Linked DNA regions of Mus musculus: region 2 is linked to region 1. A link is a contact called in public Hi-C data. All regions are on one chromosome and are shown on one strand. Each heading gives the region's core, a stretch centred on a gene start, on an enhancer-like site or on the middle of the called end of the contact. The rest is flanking DNA. Distances are from core to core; before and after follow the strand shown.

Region 1 (5,341 bases), core at 1,777-4,276:
GACATAGTTGACACGTAACTCTTAGCTTTTAATCATCACTGTGTCCATACTCGTGACCAGAGATGAGGAAGAATTCAAGTTCATTTTTCAGAAAGTGAAAATAAGAGATAGATGCTGTGTCCAAGAAATGTAGTAATCCAAGAAATCCACCCCTGACCCATGATGAACAGTGATAGAAAAACCAACACCAAAACCAACAGGGATTCTTTCAACACAGGGGCAGCCATGACTCAAAATAACAAAAAGGACCCAATAATATGAGAAAATAACCAATAATCATGTCCTTTAAACTATCCAAAGCACAGATCATAAATTAAATTAAAATATATTCAATATGCATTTAAATGCCATATTAGTATTCTTTGTTAACATATGAAATACAATCTATTCTGTATCTGCATGATAATTGTCTTATTGTTTTATGGGGAAATTGGCTCGTTAGGATTTTTGATCTAACCTAAGGTAAAAATGTTTCTCCTTTATGCATAATTCCAATACCAATAAAATACGTTTATAAAACGTTTTTGAAGGAAATTGTAGAATACATAGCACTGGTGCCCAGAATACAAAGTTCTCTCTCCTCAAAACTACCACTTTTCTCCACCTCTCTACCACAGTCCTCCATAAGCTTGGCTCACCTGCTACCTTGAGCACCCAGGCTGATGGCAGGGTGGGGAGCCTCTTATGAAAACGAAGAATATATAAAAGTTTTGGCTATCACATAGCCCATTTGCACTTTAAGACCACCTCTAGGTGTGTCTATTGCCCTGTTCTGTCCTTTACTGACCATGGTCATTTCATATGGTAAAAATTACGCCATAAACTCTTGGTCACTCTCTAGTTGCACTGGGGTTGCAAGACCTCTCTGGTCTGCACCAATTAATGAATCAACAATACTGAAAACATTTCCCTCATGTCAACCAAGACTTTCTTCTCTACTCAGCAGCAACTCCAACCATCCAACTCAGAAATCCACATCCTAGCCCAATTCCTAAGACCATTGAGATGTGTCAGCAAGAGCATCGGTATCCTCACTTCCATCCCAACCTCATGCAACCAAGAACCAACCAAGTCAAGTGCAGGAATCCAGAAAACTGTACAAGCCTCTTTCCAACCACAACATCCCAAGCACTTCCCCATTTCTTATCACTCCAAGCATACCACATAATAGGGTATATACCTCGGTTTACCTGTTTAGCACTGAAATTGTTACTAGAAGAAGAACCCCACGTATTGTAAGGAGACCACAGGCTTGCCTCATTTTGAGACATTTTATGGCTAGTTCTAGGCATAGTACACTAGTTACCTGTCTCTGGATAGCGACCATCTAGCTGGTTCACATATATGCTTATCCTTCTTTGATTATCCCCTTGACCTCATCCCATTCCATTCCATGCATTCTTTTGTGCCACAAAAGATGGCCTCATTGATTCCTTCACTGCTGCCTTCATGTTGGATTTGACTAGCAGCAAAAGAGGAGAACCCAGAGATAGAAAGACAGGATGACAAGAGACCAGGACATTTGCTTTACACACATGTATGCACCCTACATATGGTCTTCTATTTAGTCATAGTCATGAACCAGGTAATCACAATATTGGGCAGGCAATCTGTTCTCAGTGGTCTTCATTCTCATTGGCTTCAAGGAACACTAACTTCTCCCTTAACTCTCTAGACCTTAGTAGTGGTAACTCCCACGTGTCCCGAGTCCCTGAATATCCTACCATTCTTGGTGACTCTCTTAATTCTGTTCTTATTTTCTAAGTTGTCTCTTAATCATTTCATGAGCCATATCAACTTGGTTCTGTTTTCTGAAAGGTCCCAGGCACTTATCTACCACTACATTCTTCCTGCTGTCCCATCTCTCTCTAAATTCCCCACCCCTTACCTAAGTCACTATTGCTCCATAGAATGGGCAATATTAGCCTTGGTCTCCCACCAAGAATTTCAACCATGCTATATACTATAAACATGGTATTCTATTCTAAACAGGAACACTACATAGCTTCAATCCATGAGTAAGATATCCATGACCTGTCATCTACCAGTTCTAACCTGCAGCTGACTCCAGTGTACACTGTGTGTACACACCACTTTTGATCCACCTGCACTCAGCATCAGTGTAGTAGATGTACCTCATTCTAAACTCTTCTCTTTGAACTGATTCTCAGTCATACCCTAAATACCAGCATTCAAGGACTAGCCAAGGTCTAGGCTATCTGTTCCTGCTCCTCCATCCTGTAACTGTCCCAACTAACCCATAAGGAAATCCAAACACTGCCAGCAGGCATAAAGAGTTGGACATCTCTAACAATGCCCTCCAAGTAACAGCTTCAAATTCTGTCAGTGTCCATATAGCAAACTGAACTATATTTGAGGCCATGTGAAGAAACCTCATGGCCTTGGATGACTTCGTAGAAGGTCCTTTTAAGAGTACCATGCTCTTGGCATTTTAAAACATCCTCATCTTGCAACAGAGGTCTGCATGCCCAGCTCGGCAGCATGCCCAGCTCTGCAGCATGCCTCCGTCTGTCTGTCCAGTGTATGGCCTCTCTCTAAGAGGCTTCCCTCTACTTTGGCACCATCCTACTGCAGACACCAACCAAACAGAGCTGCATCTTCCCGAGAGCCTGACTTCTTTCCATCCAAAACACCACTCCTTTTCCCTTGAAACGGCCTCCCAGCCCTTCCTAACCAGAACACTAGCTCCCTGCTTAATAAATAATTCTTACATCTCCATCCAATATTCTTCCTTTCTTCCTCTGTTCTTCTTGATGCCTTCACTTACACACTGATGTCAAAAAGAAGGTGGGGGGTGGGCTATAGCTGGGAGGCAAAGGATGTATTGTCTTGCTGGTATTTTCTAATAGGGTCTTTAGAAATAAAAAATAAATAAATAAATAACTTTGAGGGGAGTTACACAAGCTGGAACGAATTTCTTTCAAGCCCGTTTAGCCTTTCTTGTGCTTTTTCCATTATCATTTTTATAGCGGAGATTTCGGTGAGGATTCACAGTGAGTCATTTTATGAGGCAGCTCCATCTGTACCATCTGCAGGCATGACTTTCCCATCACTCTAGACATTACGTATCTCCTTGTGGCAGCCCGGACAGGGGGTGGAGATTGCCAAGCCAGGTCACATGCCAGGAGTCCATCACTCATCCGGAGGGGATGGGCAGGGTCTGCTTACAATTAGGTTCAACTCCCGGTTCTGGATAATATGTCGCTCTGGCTGCAAATTCCTTCTTGCCAGCTTCCTGCTGGGCCCAGAAGGAGTTTAAGCGCTGCTTTCTTGGTTTCTTTCCTTCTCTTTCTCGCCCTTGCTTGCTCTCCGATGTTCCCCTCTGTCAATTTCTCTTCCCGCCATTCCATCTTTATCTTCCATGGACCTTCCTCCCTTTCTTTTTCCTTCCTTGTCTTTTTTTTTTTTTAAATACCATTTCTCTTGTATGTCTCTCACACTTGCTGTCTTTCTTTATGTCTCTTCCCTTGTCTTTCCTTCCTCTCTGTTTCTGGTCCTTTACGAAGGAAATTTTCACATCATGCTAACAGAGAAACACAGCTGTTTCTCACAACGTAATCCAAAAACCAGGGCAGAACTAAGAAAAAAAAATGATGAGTCTCTAATGGAGAGAACCTCACACTGAAAATGTTTTGAGACCAATTGGAGCTTATATGTAATGCTAATTACTAGTGAAAACAACCTGAAGCCCTTAGGGGTAATGGGTAAAAATGTTCTTTGTAAAGGAAGGATTGCAGAGATCAGGTCACCATGTAAACATAAAGTAGGATTCCTATGGGCAGTCATTTCAAATCTATTTGTCACTAATGGAGCCCCTAAGTGTGTGTGTGTGTGTGTGTGTGTGTGTGTGTGTGTGTGTGTGTCAATTGTGACTATGGTTTCACACCAAATTTCATTCATTTGCATATAATTTGAGTCTTACTTACAAGAGGTATATAAACAGAGCCTTCCAAACAGTCAACACTGTCACTTCCACAAAAAGTGTCCCCAACACTGGAAAACGGCCTGCCTTTCAGTCAGACTACTATCTAATAAACAGATGATGAACCTATTACACGATTTTTGTGACATTCACCATGGCAAATCTAAAGATAAGGGGGATTTATTTTTAAACACCACAGAGATGTTAACACAGTTGGTACCAGAAATTCTCAAGTGGCTAAATCCAATTAATGTGTGCCGAGATCCCTGTTTGGTAACTTACATGCTACATGGAAGTTCACACCCAAGAGTCTGTGTGTGTCCTTGGCTGCAAATTCTGAAATGGTTGGAAGGAAAAATTTTTAAATGAAGTTCAAAAGTCTCAGCTCTCATCGTGAGCTGTGCACTCTGGGTAGAGTCATACCGCCTCTCAATCCTCAGCTTTTAAATGCACTCTGGGTAGAGTCATACTGCCTCTCAATCCTCAGCTTTTAAATGCTGAGACATTCCTAGGGTAAAAGACGATGATTGAAGCAAATAGTATATGAATATCTTTTCCATGAATAGTAAATATCGTTACTTCCCAGTAACGATATTTAATACACAGTAATAATATTATCAATAATATTATTAATATTTGATAAGCAGTATCAAAATGCTAAACATCCCTGAGATAAATGATGGTTTGAGCAGTGTTTAATCCAGGAGTCACTTTGCCAAAGTAAGAGCATTGTATATTCTATTATCCAACAGCCAAAAACTCCACCCCAGGAAGATTTAACAATGTGGATAGTAATGGCATTTTTGACAGAACACCAATAAGAAAGAGAATAATACATTAATTCATAGAAGTATAATAAATGAATGTATACATTAATGTATACAAAAACAAGAACTATGATTCATGGCAGAAAAAAGTAAGAAGTCTGCTTCATTTCTATGCACTAATGTTTTCTATACGTTTTCATCCATACATTCAGATCATCTTATTATCTATGGAGTTTAACTTGAAATCTGCTACCTAGAAAAAGAAATAGGGCTTAAAATTTATGTAGTATGTTTGCCTCTACTTTAGGTGGCCCAGGGCAATCAACAACTTCTGGTATCACTGATCCCAGGTTTTGTTGACTCACCTGCTAACTCCTTGGGGGGTAAAGGAGTCACTTGCACTGTTGTCCCTGCCCCTTCTCCCTTGGGAACTTCCCGAGCTGGCAGGCACATGCTCTCAGAGCCCCACAGAATGCCCTTTGCTTTCCCTGCGCATCACACACACAAGGGTTAACCACAATCAGGAAACAGGCAGTCAGAATGGATGGAGCCTCCCAAACACAGTAAGCAAGGCTCTGCCTGCCTTTTCTTTGGGGTTCAGATGGGAAGACTGACTTCACACCCATTTCCA
Region 2 (5,341 bases), core at 818-3,317, 380 kb before region 1:
ATGATTGGCATCCTCTATTCTGATTAGCACAGTGCCTGATCTAGAAAACCATGTTTTAGGAACCTTATAGGAGCCTAATAAGAAGCCCTCCAGGGGCTGCGCAGGACCAGAGAATAGATGGTCACAGACTCTTATCTTCAAAGACTTTCAGTCCCAGAGATAAACATTGTTGGAGCTCTGGGTCTCAAGAGCTATGAGGTAGATACATGGAACATAGCCATGTACTAGGAAAGGGGATAATGCTCACCTTTAGGAAGGGTAAACTACAAACTTCATTCCTTATGGGGTCTTGAGCTGTTTATGTTGCATATGAGAGCTGAAGTCAGAACAAAACCAGGATTCTTCCATCTTTCCTGGTGGGAAAAGTTACAAATCAGATTTAAAAACCAGGAATACCGTAGTTTACCAAATGGCTTTCCTTATTTTTCATCAGAGATCTCCTCCAGAGATCTAAGAGCTATCTGGTGACAGAGATCCTACTACGTAAATGTTCCATATTTATGGTTCTGCTTTGTCAAAGTGTCTGGATGTTTCTAGAAGAGAAGAAGAGGAGGGAAAACATTTTCTCTGTGTTAACCATATATACAAATGTTTTGAGTCCACTTCCCTAGCTAACTTCAAAGAAAGCCTTTGTTTAGAAGTTAGTTGTCAGTATTTTTCCACTTGGCCTATAAAATCACTCTGGCTATGGAGACACTGGCAAAGGTGGCTGAGGGCACCCTTTACATGACTTTCATCTCACTGAAGAGACATCCGGCTTTCCACTTCCTAGTCTCGGAGACAGAAGCTCTGGGGGAAGCCTGATGGATTGCACTCTGGCTCTGAAGGACCAGCCCATGCATCAATGTCTCCCAAAGCTTCTGGGAGTTGTGTTCTTATAAAGAGGTGACACCACCAGAGGGGAACAGATGTTTGTTTGGTTTATTTTCTGACTGTCCCTTCCAAGATGCCACTGTGGCCACTGATGCTTGCTTACAGTGTAGCCCACCCTTTCTACTGGGCTCTGAATAAAAATTATAGGCATTGTGGATCCACCTCTTCTGTGTGTGCATGCGTGTGCATGTGTGTGTGTGTGTGTGTGTGTGTGTGTGTGTGTGTGTGTTTTAGAACTCTCATCTTTGATTCTTAGATGTACACAGCTACATTGCCATGTTCTCCTCTGAGGATTCTTGTTCCTCATCTCATAAGTGGGTAAGTTCCAAGTGTCTGTGTATAAGCTGAGCTTTCTTTAAGATCAGAATCCACATAGAAATAAGATTAGAAGCTATGCTGATGGTCCCCCCCCACCAAGTCTCCCTAAGCAATCATATATTCAACAAAATACAGTTAATAACAGCAAAAACCCTTTTTCTGCTCTGCATATTTTCTATTAAAAACAAATTTTAATTAAAGGAAGATGTGGCATCAAGTAGGAACTTTAGTGACAATATAAATAATTGAACTCTTTCTAAAGCTTCGGGGTATCATGGTAATTAGCCAATTTCAAATCCTGTGGTGTTATTTACTTAATCAGATGTGCTAACTACTCATGTTCATCAGAACATGCCACCTACTCCTTCCTTTTTGAATATCAATTATAATGAAGATAGAGAAAAGGAAAGATAGGATAAAAAGCATGAAGAATTTTTTTTGCTGTGATGCCATGAGTAAAAATTAAATAAGATGTGCTATAAAAATGTGGATATATATATATGTATATATATATATACATATATAATATTACATAACATAATATTATATTATATTCACTTTATTGACTTACAGTGTGAAATTAACTGACCTGTGCTCAGCAGAATTACTAAGTTATGGAGTACAGTCTGTGAGTATCTTTAGATAAAAGAGCATTATTATAACATGGGACTCACAAAGTGTGATGCCCAGAAAGACAGAACTCCGGTACTTTTCCCCCTGGGAATTATTAGAAATGAAAACTCCCAGTCCTCACCCATAGGCCTGCTGGCCAAGCCCTGGGAATAGGGACCAGGGTCTGAATGAGAGAACAGGACAGGGGGATTCTGAAGGCAGCACATTAAAAGCACAAGCAACTCTGGGATACAATGTTTCCTGTAGAGCCACTAGGTGGCTCTGTTGCTCAGGACAGACTGGTACTAAGGAGGGGGGCAGGGGAGCAGATCTCGGAAGGGATGCCACTCGAAGGTAGATGAAGATGCCTCTTACTTGTTGCTTTAGTTTCTTTCCAAGGAAACGTCTATTTGTCCTAACTTTCCAAGGACATTTGCAGGACTCCACTGGGGTTTTACTGGCAAGTATGGAGATCTGTGTTTATCTGCAGACAATTTAATGTTTTCTCTACTGTGACTTAAATGTTACTCTTGTTAGCTAAAACCTACCTTTACTCCTTCCTGGGCTCAGACACTATGAATTGTTTCAGAGGAATGTGATGACATTGCTGGAGACATCAGCATTTAGCTTTTAACACAAACTTGAATTCTACTGCATTTTCTAACCCATTCTCACCCTCTATCTACTCCCCCAACTCCTTGGGTCTACTTTGGACTTCTCTTAGCTCCAATCCCATCAGCCTTTTTGGGTTGGCCTTGCATTGAACCTCTGGCATCTTTCATGTCATCTCCTAGATTCATCCTTACCTTAAGCCTCAGGGCCCCACACCTGCTCAGGTATTAGAGATATGGGATGGGAGAGTCCATACCTTAAAAGGAGATCTAAGAAAGATGAGCAAACTAAAGGTGAGGTTGATTGCAGCAGACTTGGGGATAGATATATAGTTTTGGATCCATTCTCAGGGGATGTCCCAGTTCAAATGCTTCTCACAAAGTGATTTAAATTCTTCAAAGCCAAAACACTATACAGGTTCAGATAAATATTTTAAATCTCTCTCCTTTTGGTATCATCATTTTTTTATTTATCAAAAGAAAGTGTTTGTTTGTTTGTTTGTTTGTTTGTTTTTAACCTGAGGGGTGAGTGAAGAAGGATCTCTCTGTACACAGTCTGTGGGCTTTTCGGGAAGACCAAAGCTCTTGAAGGGTACTTCTAACAGTCCACGTGACCTTTATCATTCATTAATAATGGATAGTCTCACCTCTTGCAGTTGAAATCTTCAGCCTTTACCAGAGACAGCTATGCCTACAGTAAAGAAAACCACACACATCTAAAGCATCCCTCTTGTGTTCTTTGTTTGGTTTCAGTACCACTGGGTTAGCCAATAGGCCAGCAGTTGAAGACGTTCTTAGATTCAGAAATCAAAACCTGACAATAAATCATTCACTATACAGCAGGCATGGCTAGCCACCCAGGGCTAGAGGCAACTGTATAAAATTTTAGGATATTAATTTTTAAATCAAGAGAGAATCTAGACATAGCAATATTATTAGTTTTGTCCAGCTTAATAAATAAAATGAATATAAGACCACTGTTTCACCTAAAGATTCTATTTCAGAATGTAGTACTCAACAGTGAAGAAAATACCTTGTAATTCCGGCTACTATGGAGGGGGAAGCCAAGATGGTACTGAAGGTGGGAGTGCTGGTGTTGACTTAAAGCTGGTTTCCCAAGTAGGGGAGGGAGTTGTAGGCTGCACAGCTAGATACAGGTTGGAGCTAAATATAAGCTCCCTTCAGAGTCAGGGTAGAATTAAATATTTAGGGGAAAACTATATGAATGGGACTTTGTTAAGCTCTAGGAAAACTTACTACAATTAAACAAAAAGATTGGAAGTGACAAGATGGAGTTGAAAGATGATCAGCAAATAAGACCACTGCCTACCTACTTTGGCACAGTCTGGCCACCTCTTGAATTCTACTATGCTAGTTAATGAAAGAAGAAATTAGATCAGATTCTGTCAAACACTGGGAGCCAAGAGGGGGAGCTCACTATGTAGACAAAGCTGGCCTTCAACTCAGAGATCTGCCAGCCTCTGCCTCCCAAGTGCTGGGATTAAAGGTGTGTGCCACCACTGCCCAATTGTCAAGTTTCTAATCCAATGTGTCGGCGGTTAATGGATTGGGAGGGGCTTTAAAACCAGAGAAGAGTAAGAATAGTCACAAAAGAAGATGTTTCTTATATTGCCTGAACTTAAAGATGATTTTTAACCCTACAGAATCATTATTGATCATAAAATTAGGAATAGGAAGAAAGAATCCTTCCCATATCATTGAAACATTTACCCAATTTCACAACTCACTCCCTTTTCTGGTTTATACAGTTATCAAAGCCCTGGCTGGATGGCAGCAGGTGTCCTCAGTGTTACAGGTCATGTGGAGGCGTGGTACTGGGGCATTTACAGCTTTTTGCTTAAGAGACTATGTTGCATTGACACAGGGCAAGCCAGAGGTTGAATGACCCTCCAACCCTTGAATAATGGACCTCAGCCAACCTCAGGGAGAACTGAATAAATGCTGCACTTTCTCTATTCCTCTCTAGTGCGATAGCTCAGTACAACCTGCCTCTATAACACGAGGTTCCAAGTATCCCACCCACTTGCTCTGGGACTTGAGTCAGTGCTAAGTAGGGTGACTTCATACCTTTCAGGGACAGCCATATAAATAAATGGTTCACACTGTTTTGATATTCTGGGTGATCTTGCTGCAGAAACTCAATCTAAGAAGCATGGTATTGATGGGTACTTATGTTTAATACCAAAGTGATTTCATTAAGGTTTGATATTTACTGACCAAATCTGGCTTGATATTGTGCAGCATTCTTAAGTTGCCAAGACACAGTGTTTTGAACCAAGTGAAACTGAATTGAATGGCTGTCACAGAGCCCGGGCAGCTGCCGAGAACTTTCACACTGGCATTTCTCCTACTGTGGGCTCTTTCTTGGGGGGAAAAAGGCTGGTCCTTCCACTGTAAAGAAAAAAACAAAAAACAAAAAACAAAAAAAAACAAAAAAACTGGACTTCCAAAGGCTCTGTAAATGACAAGTAGATGAGATGTGAGCATATGTCTGTTTCGTTTTGTAAAGTATTTGATATGAACAAAACCACAGAATCTTGAAAGGGGTTTAGAGTGCCACAAAGATGTAAGGCCATAATTAACAATCAGAGAATCAGAAGGAATTTCAATGTTATTTACATTTACATAGGACAAAAGAGAGACTAATATATTAATAAGCGTAAGAATCTTCTATCTCAAAAATCTATATAAATGAGGAGGTGTGGAGGGGAGGAATAGAGAAGAAAAAAAAAACAGTAATTTTTACACCTATTTTAAATTTTGGTTTAAACATTTGTCCCAGAAAACATTTTGGCAAGAAACACACATTTCCCAGCTGCCTCTGAGAGAGCAAGTTGCAATCTATTTTATAATATCCTTCACAACTAAATATTTCCTTGGGAAATTGCCTGGAAAGTTCATAACAA

The links. Hi-C and Micro-C count contacts between places; a contact is called where the count stands out from the background.
Region 2: a contact with region 1 is called in a Hi-C map of muscle stem cells, with 3 times the contacts expected there. The contact joins two enhancer-like sites. A contact is called at or near these places in 3 of 484 Hi-C or Micro-C datasets (muscle stem cells, nephron progenitors and ventricular fibroblasts).

The regions. Positions count from the first base shown.
Region 1 is chr19:25,803,331-25,808,671 of GRCm38.p6, reverse strand. The region is part of intron 2 of Gm34516 (a long non-coding RNA gene); the gene reads right to left. Among named protein-coding and RNA genes, the nearest start is that of Gm34516, 31 kb to the right of the region's middle. Within about 2 kb of position 3,026, at least 10 of the 459 cell types and tissues checked have an H3K27ac peak or open chromatin away from gene starts, as enhancers often do. A contact at or near this core is called in muscle stem cells, where this site is marked.
Region 2 is chr19:26,178,722-26,184,062 of GRCm38.p6, reverse strand. No RefSeq gene overlaps it. Among named protein-coding and RNA genes, the nearest start is that of 1700048O14Rik, 130 kb to the right of the region's middle. Within about 2 kb of position 2,067, at least 1 of the 459 cell types and tissues checked has an H3K27ac peak or open chromatin away from gene starts, as enhancers often do. A contact at or near this core is called in muscle stem cells, where this site is marked.